Linked DNA regions of Macaca mulatta: region 2 is linked to region 1. A link is a contact called in public Hi-C data. All regions are on one chromosome and are shown on one strand. The core of a region is the stretch at or near the end of the contact, and the rest is flanking DNA. Distances in the headings are between cores, read along the strand shown.

Region 1 (5,013 bases), core at 1,127-3,626:
CCAAAATAGTAATAGTTTTAATGGACACTGGAATAATAAAGGGAGGGAAATAATTTTTAGACAGGATACAGATTCAAGTTTAGTACTCAATTGGTAAAGCAATCTCTAATCAAAACACCCTTGAAATTTTTTAAAAATCAGGTTCAGAATTTAAAGGAAGCTCTTAAAAGTCATATATATTTGTAAATTATATATGGCATTTTTCTGAATCAGTCCAGTGTCCTGAGAAACAAAATGTATTTACTATGAAGGCTCTGTCTTGAAATCCCAGTGCAGGTTTTTAAAAAAAGGTTTTCATATCTACTGGACTTGACAAAGATCTCCTTTTCACCACACAGTTCAATTTCCCCAAGTGTCACCAACTTTACTGTAAAACCTAGCCTTAAGTCCTAACATCTGTGTAACAATTATACAGAGCACGTCTCTCTCTAGGCATCTTTGCAGTGTGTTTTCAATACAAGATATAACCCGTAAATTTTGGGGCGGGGGGGAAGTCACGCATTTTCAAAGAATCTTGTGGTATTAAAAGGAATCTTAAGGTTCTATTTTTCTCCTTCAATCTTTGTTACTTTTTGAACTAAATTTCATTTTCCAGGTCTTAAAAAATAAAAGTATTTTTCATTGTGAAGTTACATGTACCTCTCGTCTTGAAAATCTGACAGACTTAGAAATTTCTACCAACTTTTGTTTTTAAAAATCATGTAAGTACACAAGATTTATATAACAAAGAACAATACGTCATTCCCTCTGATGTACAGAAACCTGAGAACTGGGGAAACAACCCTACTTCTACAAACCACAGTACCTACACAATTTACCTATATACGCAGGGTGGGGTGTAACCCCTCAAAAGGCGCTTTGAGTACTTAGGGATTCAAGCAATAATATGAAAAACAGAGAAAAAACTACAATTGCCTACCCATACTTACTTGTAAATCTTTCTTCAATTTTAGCAAATCTTCATTTTCTCCATTTCCAGATAATGCAGCTTCAACTTGCTGGAGCTGAGCTTTGTAGCTTGCTAGCTGCTTTGCTAAATCCTCTGACATCTGGGGAAAATAAAAAGGGTTAGACCACGAAAACTGAACCAAAAATCAAGGCATAAAAAACTAACTTCCCTGTCTGCCTGAATTACCAGTTTTTGCCTCCAACTCCTTCTAACACTGCAGCTTAATTCACCACCATTACCTTTACTCTCAGACTTCACCTAAACCACAAACTTAAAGGCAACAGCTTCCGAAGATTATAAACTTGAGATACAGTCCATACTTTAAAAAAGCACACAGATACAAAGAAATTTCTAATTTTCTTTTAACTCCTATCCACAGGGTAGGTGCTGAGTTCGGCTCAATAATCGTTATCTTTTTAAAAAGCACTACTCTGCTGGAAAAGTCGAAACTTTCAAAAACAATCTAAATACTTATTTTTAAGCACTAAAGTACGCTTCCAAAGTCAAACAAGTACGTTTTTAACTTAACTACACAAACAACTTTACGTGAACTATTCAATAAAGAGTGTATTTAAAAGTGCTTCTCCAGAACAAAAATCTTTCGCCCAGTCGCTTAACTATTTATCGCTGCATTAACTTCAGCAAAAAGAACAGCACAGGTACTCTCCCATTTAGACGTTCTAAGGAATGAGCCTTTCGCCAAATCCAGCTCACTCAGTTTCCTGAAAATAAGACACTAATTAACCCTTTTTGATGGTTTATAAGCAAATGTACGACGTTTCCGAGTACTCTTCTCTCTCGTAAAATTTCCGTCCAACCAAAGGCGGGGAGCCGGAAAAGGCCCCCAAGAGTTACAGCGACCCAGGCTGCTCTCCTCCCCGCCACGCAGCGCCTCAAAGCCCGCCACAACTCGATCATTCGGACCTGGAAATCCAAACGCCAGCTCAGGACCACCGCCGGAGCCCCGCTGTGCTCCAACAGGCAAGCTCCACAAGGAGCCGCGCGGCGCCCAGCCCCACCCGACCCGGTCCCCTGCGGGCAGTGTTTGCCGCCGCAGCAGGGAGGCCAGCGCCGGCCGGGCCGCCGAGGCTCAGCTCTGGCTGGGAGACGGCCATGGCTCCGGGCTCCAGGGCCAGAGCCTGGGCGTCTCCGGCGAGGCGGGTTCCTCGGCCTTGGGCCTCCGCTTCACCTCGGGAGGCACCCGGGCCCGGCCAGGCCTCACTCTCTCCCTCAAAGGGGTTGTTACCTTGTGTGGGGCTGGGGGCGGGGCAGCGGGAAGGGGTCGGGGCAAATAAGCCCAGTGGTAGTGGTGGCGGCAGCAGCAGCAGCAGTAGAAGGAAAATCTCCGCGACGACGAGACGACTCGGTCTGAAAAGGAAGAACTCGGTCGGCGGCGAGGGGGGAGGGGAGGAAAGCCGGGCACTGGAAGGAGGAAAAGACAGAGACGGTGAAGTCTCGCGAGAAATACAAACTCTCGCGCGAGTTCGCTCGACTCACGTGACTCTACGCGCCCTCTAGCCTGTCCCTGGCTGTTAGGGACGCAGAGTAGGCGGGGCCTAGGACGGATATGGCGTAGCTGGGCTGCGCCAGGCGCGGAATGTAGGTTATCTTCCTGGAGTTCCGGCTTGGAATTTATTGGAAATGCAAATTCTCAAGCCCCACCCTAGACCTCCTGAATCCAGCGACTCTCTTTTAACGAGCCCACCGATGATAGCAATGTCTGCTGACGTCTGGGAACCACTGCTTTTCGGGAGCGGTGGTGGTGGGTTGGGGGGGGTGTTGGTGGGGGCTCTCCTTATGTTGCCCTGGCTGGTCTCCAACTCCTGGGCTCAAGCGATCCCCCCGCATCGGCGTCCCAAAATGCTAGGATTACAGGCGTGAGCCACCGCGCCCGGCCTGAGAACCACTGCTTTATATGATACAAGGCTTGGTAGCAACAGAAAGCTAATTAAATCGTGACAGAAATAACCTATTGGAGAGGAGATTGATTTCTTTAAAATCTTTTTTGTTAAAACCTACTTGATTTTAATTTAGTTGGGTTAATCTCGCCTGATAGGGAACAAAGTCCAAGTTAGTCTAGAATGGTAAACAGAGTGGTAGGAATACTGACATTTGTGTTGAAAAAGAAATGCCCCTTGTGTATGTTTGTAATAATATATACGCGTTCTGGACAGATACACAAACCTGTCCAGAGGTTTGGAATGGAAGCCAAATGTTTTATTGATTGCCTTCTTTGCTGTTTACTCTTTTTCCTTTTCTTCTTCTTCTTCTCTTTTTTTTTTTGAGACGGAGTCTCGCTCTGTCGCCCAGGCTGGAGTGCAGTGGCAGATCTCAGCTCACTGCAAGCTCCACCTCCCGGGTTTACGCCATTCTCCTGCCTCAGCCTCCCGAGTAGCTGGGACTACAGGCGCCCGCCACCTCGCCCGGCTAGTTTTTTGCATTTTTTGGTAGAGACTGGGTTTCACCGTATTAGCCAGGATGGTCTTGATCTCCTGACCTCGTGATCCTCCCGTCTCGGCCTCCCAAAGTGCTGGGATTACAGGCTTGAGCCACCGCGCCCGGCCCTTCTCTCTCCTTTTTTTTTTAACCACATGTATATAATTTTGTTTCAATTGAAAAAACAATAAAGGCCTGAGACACAAAGAGTTATATAGATGCCAGGAAGCAACCTTTCCTGGGAGGTGGGGAGTTTGTTGCTGGACCCATAAAAAGGCCCACTTCTTGCGGATCACCTGAGGTCAGGAGTTTGAGACCAGCCTGACCACATGGAGAAACCCCGTCTCTACTAAAAATACAAAAAGGAAAAAAAAAAAAAAAAAAAGCCGGGCGTGTCCGAGCTACTGTAATCCCAGCTACTCGGGAGGCTGAGGCAGGAGAATTGCTTGAACCTGGGAGGCGGAGGTTGCGGTGAACCGAGATCATGCCATTGCACTCCAGCCTGGGCAGCAAGAGTGAAACTCCGTCTCAAAAAAAAAAAAAAAAAAAGGCCCACTTCTCAGATGGGATCTTTTGAACTGTACCAACATCTTTAGTTCCTTGCTTTCTTTTCAAGGAGCCTTCCCTTTTGTTGTCTACATACACACACGTAACCCTTATAGTGAGTCAGATAACCGGTATAGATGGAAACTAGGTCAGGTTTGTGTGATTGGGATGGCAGTCAACTTAGAAAGATTGAAATTGCAGCAGAGTGCAGCAGTGTGTAGCTAGAATTAAGAGGGAAGACAAACCAGAAAGCATGTGCTTTTAAATGAAGAGATTTGTTTAAAATAAAATGTAGTTTTAGAGAACTGCTGTTACTGTAATTGTGTGTTTTAAGAACCGATGCGAGGAGGAACTTCCTTGAATATAAAGTAAACCTTATTGTGTAAAAATCTCTTAAATGAGAACTTTTCCTGAACCCCATAGATCAGAAAATCGGGAAATATTCATTATCAGTTCCATTATAGATTTCTATACTATCTTAATAATTTTGTTTTCAGGATTGTTTTTATCTATGCAACATTCATTTATAAAGAAAAGCTGTATTGAATTTTAATTTTCACAAAGAAATAACAGTTTGTATGTGCCAGATACCATTCTAAGCACTCTACACATGTTCCCTTAATTTTCACAATTGTATGCAGTGTTTCTCCAGACAAAACTGGAGCAGACAAAACTAACAGCAATACTTCAGATAGGCTTTCTGAATTAGTACTTCCTTTGAAGTGTCAAAATTTACTTTCAGTGTCTGATTTTTCTTAAAACATTTGTGTTCAAACTTAATCATGTTTATTCAAAAAGCAATATCTTAAACCTTCAGTTTTGAAACATGATTTTTATTTTATTGAAAGACGGTAAATAAATAAAATGTAAAGGTTCCAAATTGTCATCAGAATATACAGCTATTTCTACTAAAGAAAATTAAAGTATGGCACCATGGCACCCAGCTACTTGGAAGGCTGAGATGGGAGTCTGGAAGTTTGAGGCTGCAGCACACTCTGTGCCTGTGAATAGCTGCTGCACTCCAGCCTGGGCAACATAGTGAGATCCTGTCACAAATTTTTAAAAATTAATTTTTTTTATTT
Region 2 (5,141 bases), core at 1,188-3,687, 270 kb after region 1:
ATTCTCTTGCCTCAGCCTCCCGAGTAGCTGGGACTACAGGCGCCCGCCACCTTGCCCGGCTAGTTTTTTGTATTTTTTAGTAGAGACGGGGTTTCACCATGTTAGCCAGGATGGTCTCGATCTCCTGATCTCGTGATCCGACCGTCTCGGCCTCGCAAGGTGCTGGGATTACAGGCTTGAGCTTCCACGCCCGGCTCACCTTTTGATTATTTTAGGTTTTTCACTGATCTTTTTTTCTGCCTATATAAATAATATAAGCTAATTGTATAAGATTCATTTAATATGGAAAAGCCTAAGGAAGAAAGTAAAACTCCCATCACTGTGAAAGCCATTTAAATGTTTTAGTCACCATCTTTTCATATTTTACCTACATAGGTAAAAACAATTTTAGGTAAATAGGATTATCTTATACACCCTGTTTGTAATTCTGAATATGATGAAGTTTTATCATCTTCATTTTGTAGACTAGGAATTAGAGGCTTAAAACTTTTTTTTTTTTTTTTTTTTGAGATAGAGTCTCTCTCCATCACCCAGGCTGGAATGCAGTGTCACAATCTCAGCTCACTGCAACCTCTGCCTCCTGGGTTCAAGTGATTCTCCTGCCTCAGCCTCCCAGGTAACTGGGATCACAGGCACCCGCCACCGTGTCCAGCTAATTTCTGTATTTTTAGTAGAGATGGAGCTCTGCCATGTTGGCCAGACTGTTCTCAAACTTCTGACATCAAGTTATCCACCCACCTGGGCCTCCCAAAGTGCTGGGATTACAGGCGTGAGCCACCACATCTGGCCTAAGCTTTAAATAATACAACTAAAATCTAGAAGTAAAATGTTTAGATTGGGTGCAGTAGTTCATGCCTGTAATTCCAGCATTTAGGGAGGCAGAGGTGGGAGGATCCCTTGAGGCCAGAAGTTAGAGACCACCCTGGGCAATATAAGGAGACCCGGTCTCTAAAAAAAAAAAAAAAGTTAGCTGGGCTTGGTGGCCACAGCCCTAGGCTGAGGTGAGAGGATGGCTTGAACACAGGAGTTCGAGGCTGCGGTGAACCATGACCGAGCCACTACGCTCCACCCTGGGTGACAGAGCGAGATCCTGTCAGAAAAAAAAAAATAGAAGAAAGAAAAGAAAATGGTTAAATATTTATTTATTTATTTTGAGACAGAGTCTCCCTCTGTTGCCCAGGCAGGAGTGCAGTGGTGCAATCTTGGTTCACCGCAACCTCTGCCTCCTGGATTCAAGCAATTCTCCTGCCCCAGCCTCCTGAGTAGCTGAGATTACAGGCTCCCACCACGACGCCTGGCTAATTTTTATATTTTGAGTAGAGACGGGGGTTTCGCCGTGTTGGCCAGGCTGGTCTTGAACTCCTGACCTCAGGTGATCCTCCCCCCTCGGCCTCCCAAAGTGCTGGGATTACACGAGTGAGCCACTCAACCTGGCCTATTTATTTATTTATTTTAAAGCAAGGGCTGGATAGGATTTTATCCGGGCTCCACATAAAGGACTCCTAGGGAGATACCCTGGTTAACAGAGGCAGTTAGGAGGCTATTAAAAATAGTTCAATCTAGAAATAATCAAGGCCAGAATTGCCTCCAGCAGCGGGCCGGAGGGCTGGGGATGATCTGGGTATTTTGTTCTCTTCCCAGCAAGTAATTTCAGAGCTCAGAGATCCATTTTTTAAACAAATGATGTTTTTCTCCCAAGACTGATAGGGATCAGAGAGACCTAGGGTTGCCACTAGCACCTAATCCAGGCTGTTTTTTTTGTTTTTAAAGTAGATTAAAACCTTTCAGCCTTACCTAAATCTTTGTTGCAATTATACAGATCTGCCTAGATTTATAGCAGATGGCAGAGTAGAAACAGTTACGGAGGGAATTAACACATATTAAAACAAATTTTCGAGCATTGACAAATCCCTTCGGGGTTGTCCTGCGAGTGGGCAGTTCGGAACCAGCTTGGGGCGTGCTAAGATTGTAAACGTTCCTAGGGAGAGCTATAACAAAGGGGCAGCAGGGACTCTGTGCACAGAATTCCAACAGTCACCAGCATTCCATGTGTTCCAGAACTGGCACAGCGCGCGCGGTCCCCTTTTTTAAACAGTGCGGAATCACGTGGCCGACGGCCCGCAGCGCTACTGGCCCTCGGAGTCTCCCACCCGGCTTTGGCGCGGAACCTTAGCCCCTCGTGGACGCGACCATTGGCCCTGCGCTCGGAGGGGGTACGGACCAACCTTACGGTCATGGCTTCTCCGAGTGAAGCTTTTGACTAAGTCTCAGGAAACCGTTAGCTACAGAATTCTATATTCAAATGAAATCCATCAAACAACGCTGTGGAAGACTGGTTTTGCCTAAAAGAAAGAGCAGACCTGAACTTGACTCCTCCTACGCCCTGTGAGGGCTGCAAGGTGGTTCCTTCCAAGGCGCGGACTCCGCCTCCACGAGCGCCGCCATTTTGTTTGGCTGGAGGGGAGCGAGCGGCGCTTTGGGGGAGGGGTCGCGTAGGCGCCTCACCTGACGGTGCAGCCGGGCGGTCGCTGCTCCCGGGCAAGTCTCCTTCCAGGCCAGGGGCCCGGAATCATGTACATAAAGCAGGTAAGGCCTTCGCGTCCTTCCACCCCGTCATAGGCCGGTAGGGACTGCTCCTTGAGGCGGGAGTGTTGCGGCGCCATCCGCAGCCTTTCCCTCTCTCCACAGGCTGGACCAGGGCTGGGCGGGGACTGTGGGGGAGGAGGGGACCCCAGGCCCCGCGAGTGTCCCGGCTGCGGGGTCGCGGAGAATTGGGGTGCCCCTCTGCAGCCTGGGCCTCCCCGCTGGCGCTGGTCTGGGAGAGGCAGGATCTCCGAGAGGTGTGGAAGGGCGGGCGAGCGGGCGGGCCGCTGGGTGGGACTGGGCCTTCCCGGGCGGCCCGAGAGCTGGCGGGGGCACCGCGCCGGGGCGGCCGCGGGCGTAAGGGCTGTGTGGTCCTGCACGGGTGGCCTCGCACGGGTCATGTGCGTGGGATGTGTGGAAACGTGGCCTCCCCGGCTCGGGGGCGGCCTTGGGGGCACAGGCTGGGGGTGTCAGGTGTCACTGCGGAGGGCCGTTCCTCCCCCGGATTAACCCGCGAAGTGAGCGGGACCCTCCTGCTTGCAGGATGCGGAGCGCCGCCTCCCCCGGTTGTTTACTTCTGTCAAAAGGGTCTTCCCGCGCGGGAGTCCACCACAAAGATGAGCCCAGGCACACGGCCTTGGAGACGGTTTTCTGTTGGATCTGTCGGGCTCTGAGCACTCCTTTGGAACGTGGGCTCTTTCTGGCTGGCGCTGGCCGGTGTGAGTGACTGAAAGCAGCGCTCGGTGGTCTTGGAGTCAGGAGAGCTGGGGCCGGTCGGCCTGCTGGATAGACTTGCTATTGTACTGCAGTGTCTAGTGTTCCAGTTAGGCTCACACAGTGTTCTTGATTTTGAAAGATCCTTAACAGGTTGACAACTATAACGCCTAAAAAAAATAAAACCCAGCAGCATTGCACTGGCAAAGATTACCGATGAATGGACTTTTTTTTTTTTTTCTTTTAAAGTAGATTTTTAATCACCACTTTCCAAAATGAATTTTTCTTATATGAAATTGCAGGTTTTGTATATTGCATTAAATGAGAAACAAGAAAGAAATTCAAGAGAAAAATGTTAATGTATTGTTTTTGGGGGGGGGGGTGAGTTCTCAAAAGTGTTTTTTATTTACTAGGTGATTATCCAGGGTTTTCGAAGTTACAGAGATCAAACAATTGTAGATCCCTTCAGTTCAAAACATAATGTGATTGGTAAGTGTTCTTGGTTTACTCGGTCATATTTATAGTCTATACAGATAACGTAAATTCTGTCGATTTGTATATTGGCTTAAGGAGACAGGAATTGTCTTTGAATGTTAAGTAAAGTTATGTATATTTTTCTGCTTGAAATAACTTTTCTGTCTTATTGCGCTGATGAATTGCTTATTTCTATGAACTTAAAATGTTTGGATAAGACACTCATAAGTTACCCATTTTTTATCTGGGTAGCCTTGTATGTATGTGTAAGAGAGTTTTAAAGCATTTGCGCCCTTCTGTTCTTGTTATATATCTTAAAATGCTGACTGTTGCCTTATTTCAGAGACAAGACAGTTTTTATTCACAAAGTAGATCCCAGAATTCCTGCCCTCCCCCCAACCCTCTAGTTCAGTGTCTCTAAGGACAGACCATGTAGCTAGATTGGAAGAGCATAAATTTTAGAGCATAACAGAATGGGGTTCCAATCCCAGTTGTAGGGGGTTGGGGGGCTGGGGGAGGGATGGCATTAGGAGAAATACCTAATGTAAATGTCGAGTTGATGGGTGCAGCACACCAACATGGCACATGTGTACACCTATGTAACCTGCATGTTGTGCACATGTACCCTAGTATAATAATTAAAAAAAAAAAATCCCAGTCACGCGTTCTTTTTGAGACTTTGAGAAGCTTCAGTTTTCTCATTTGTAAACCTGTCTCATAGGGCTGTTGGGAAGATTAAATGAGAACCCTTATGTAAGTGTGAGAATAAAGGGCTAATGGTGATTGCCATTAACAATATGTAGTCATTATAGATGGCTCAGGTTGTAGTGTGCATTTTGCTGATACAGCTAACAAAGATGTTTTCTGACATTCTGCTGAGTATTTTACAGGATAGATGAAAGGAGTGCTTCTGGACACCAGAAAAACAGACTGCTATTGACGCAGTTTTGCTGTACAGAGTCCAGACTAAGCGGTATATTAGTTTGCTAAGGCAGCCATAACAAAATACCGTAGACTGGTGGCTTAAACAAGATTTTTTTTTTCTCACAGTCTGGAGGTCAGACATCCATCATCAGGATACCTGCATGGTTAGGTTCTGGTGAGGTGCTCTTCCTGGCTTACAGACAGCTGCTCTCTTGCTGTGTGCTCACATGGCCCCATCCTAATGTCCTCATTTAACCATAATCATCTTCCAGGGGCCCCCATGTCCAAATACTGTCACATTCAGGTTTAAGGTGTCAGTTGTTTCAAGGGAGCACAATTCAGTCTGTGACACGCAGGTGAGATTCATATTACTGTTTCCAGAAGACCCTCAGAGAATCATACTTTATTTTGTATAAAATTATAAAATTGAAGGCAGGTTTTTTTTG

What was found. A called contact is a pair of places that touch in the nucleus more often than the background predicts.
Region 2: a contact with region 1 is called in a Hi-C map of cortical neurons, with 4 times the contacts expected there. The contact joins the promoter of SMC3 here to the promoter of SMNDC1 in region 1. A contact is called at or near these places in 5 of 14 Hi-C or Micro-C datasets (blood, cortical neurons, fetal cortical plate and 2 more).

What each region holds. Positions count from the first base shown.
Region 1 is chr9:122,473,549-122,478,561 of T2T-MMU8v2.0, forward strand. It overlaps SMNDC1 (survival motor neuron domain containing 1), which reads right to left and starts at 2,377. Exons shown (of 6, transcript NM_001266756.1): 1 at 2,196-2,377; 2 at 930-1,049. The coding sequence starts at 1,049.
Region 2 is chr9:122,746,846-122,751,986 of T2T-MMU8v2.0, forward strand. SMC3 (structural maintenance of chromosomes 3) reads left to right here and starts at 2,438. Exons shown (of 29, transcript XM_015148176.3): 1 at 2,438-2,586; 2 at 3,711-3,786. The coding sequence starts at 2,572.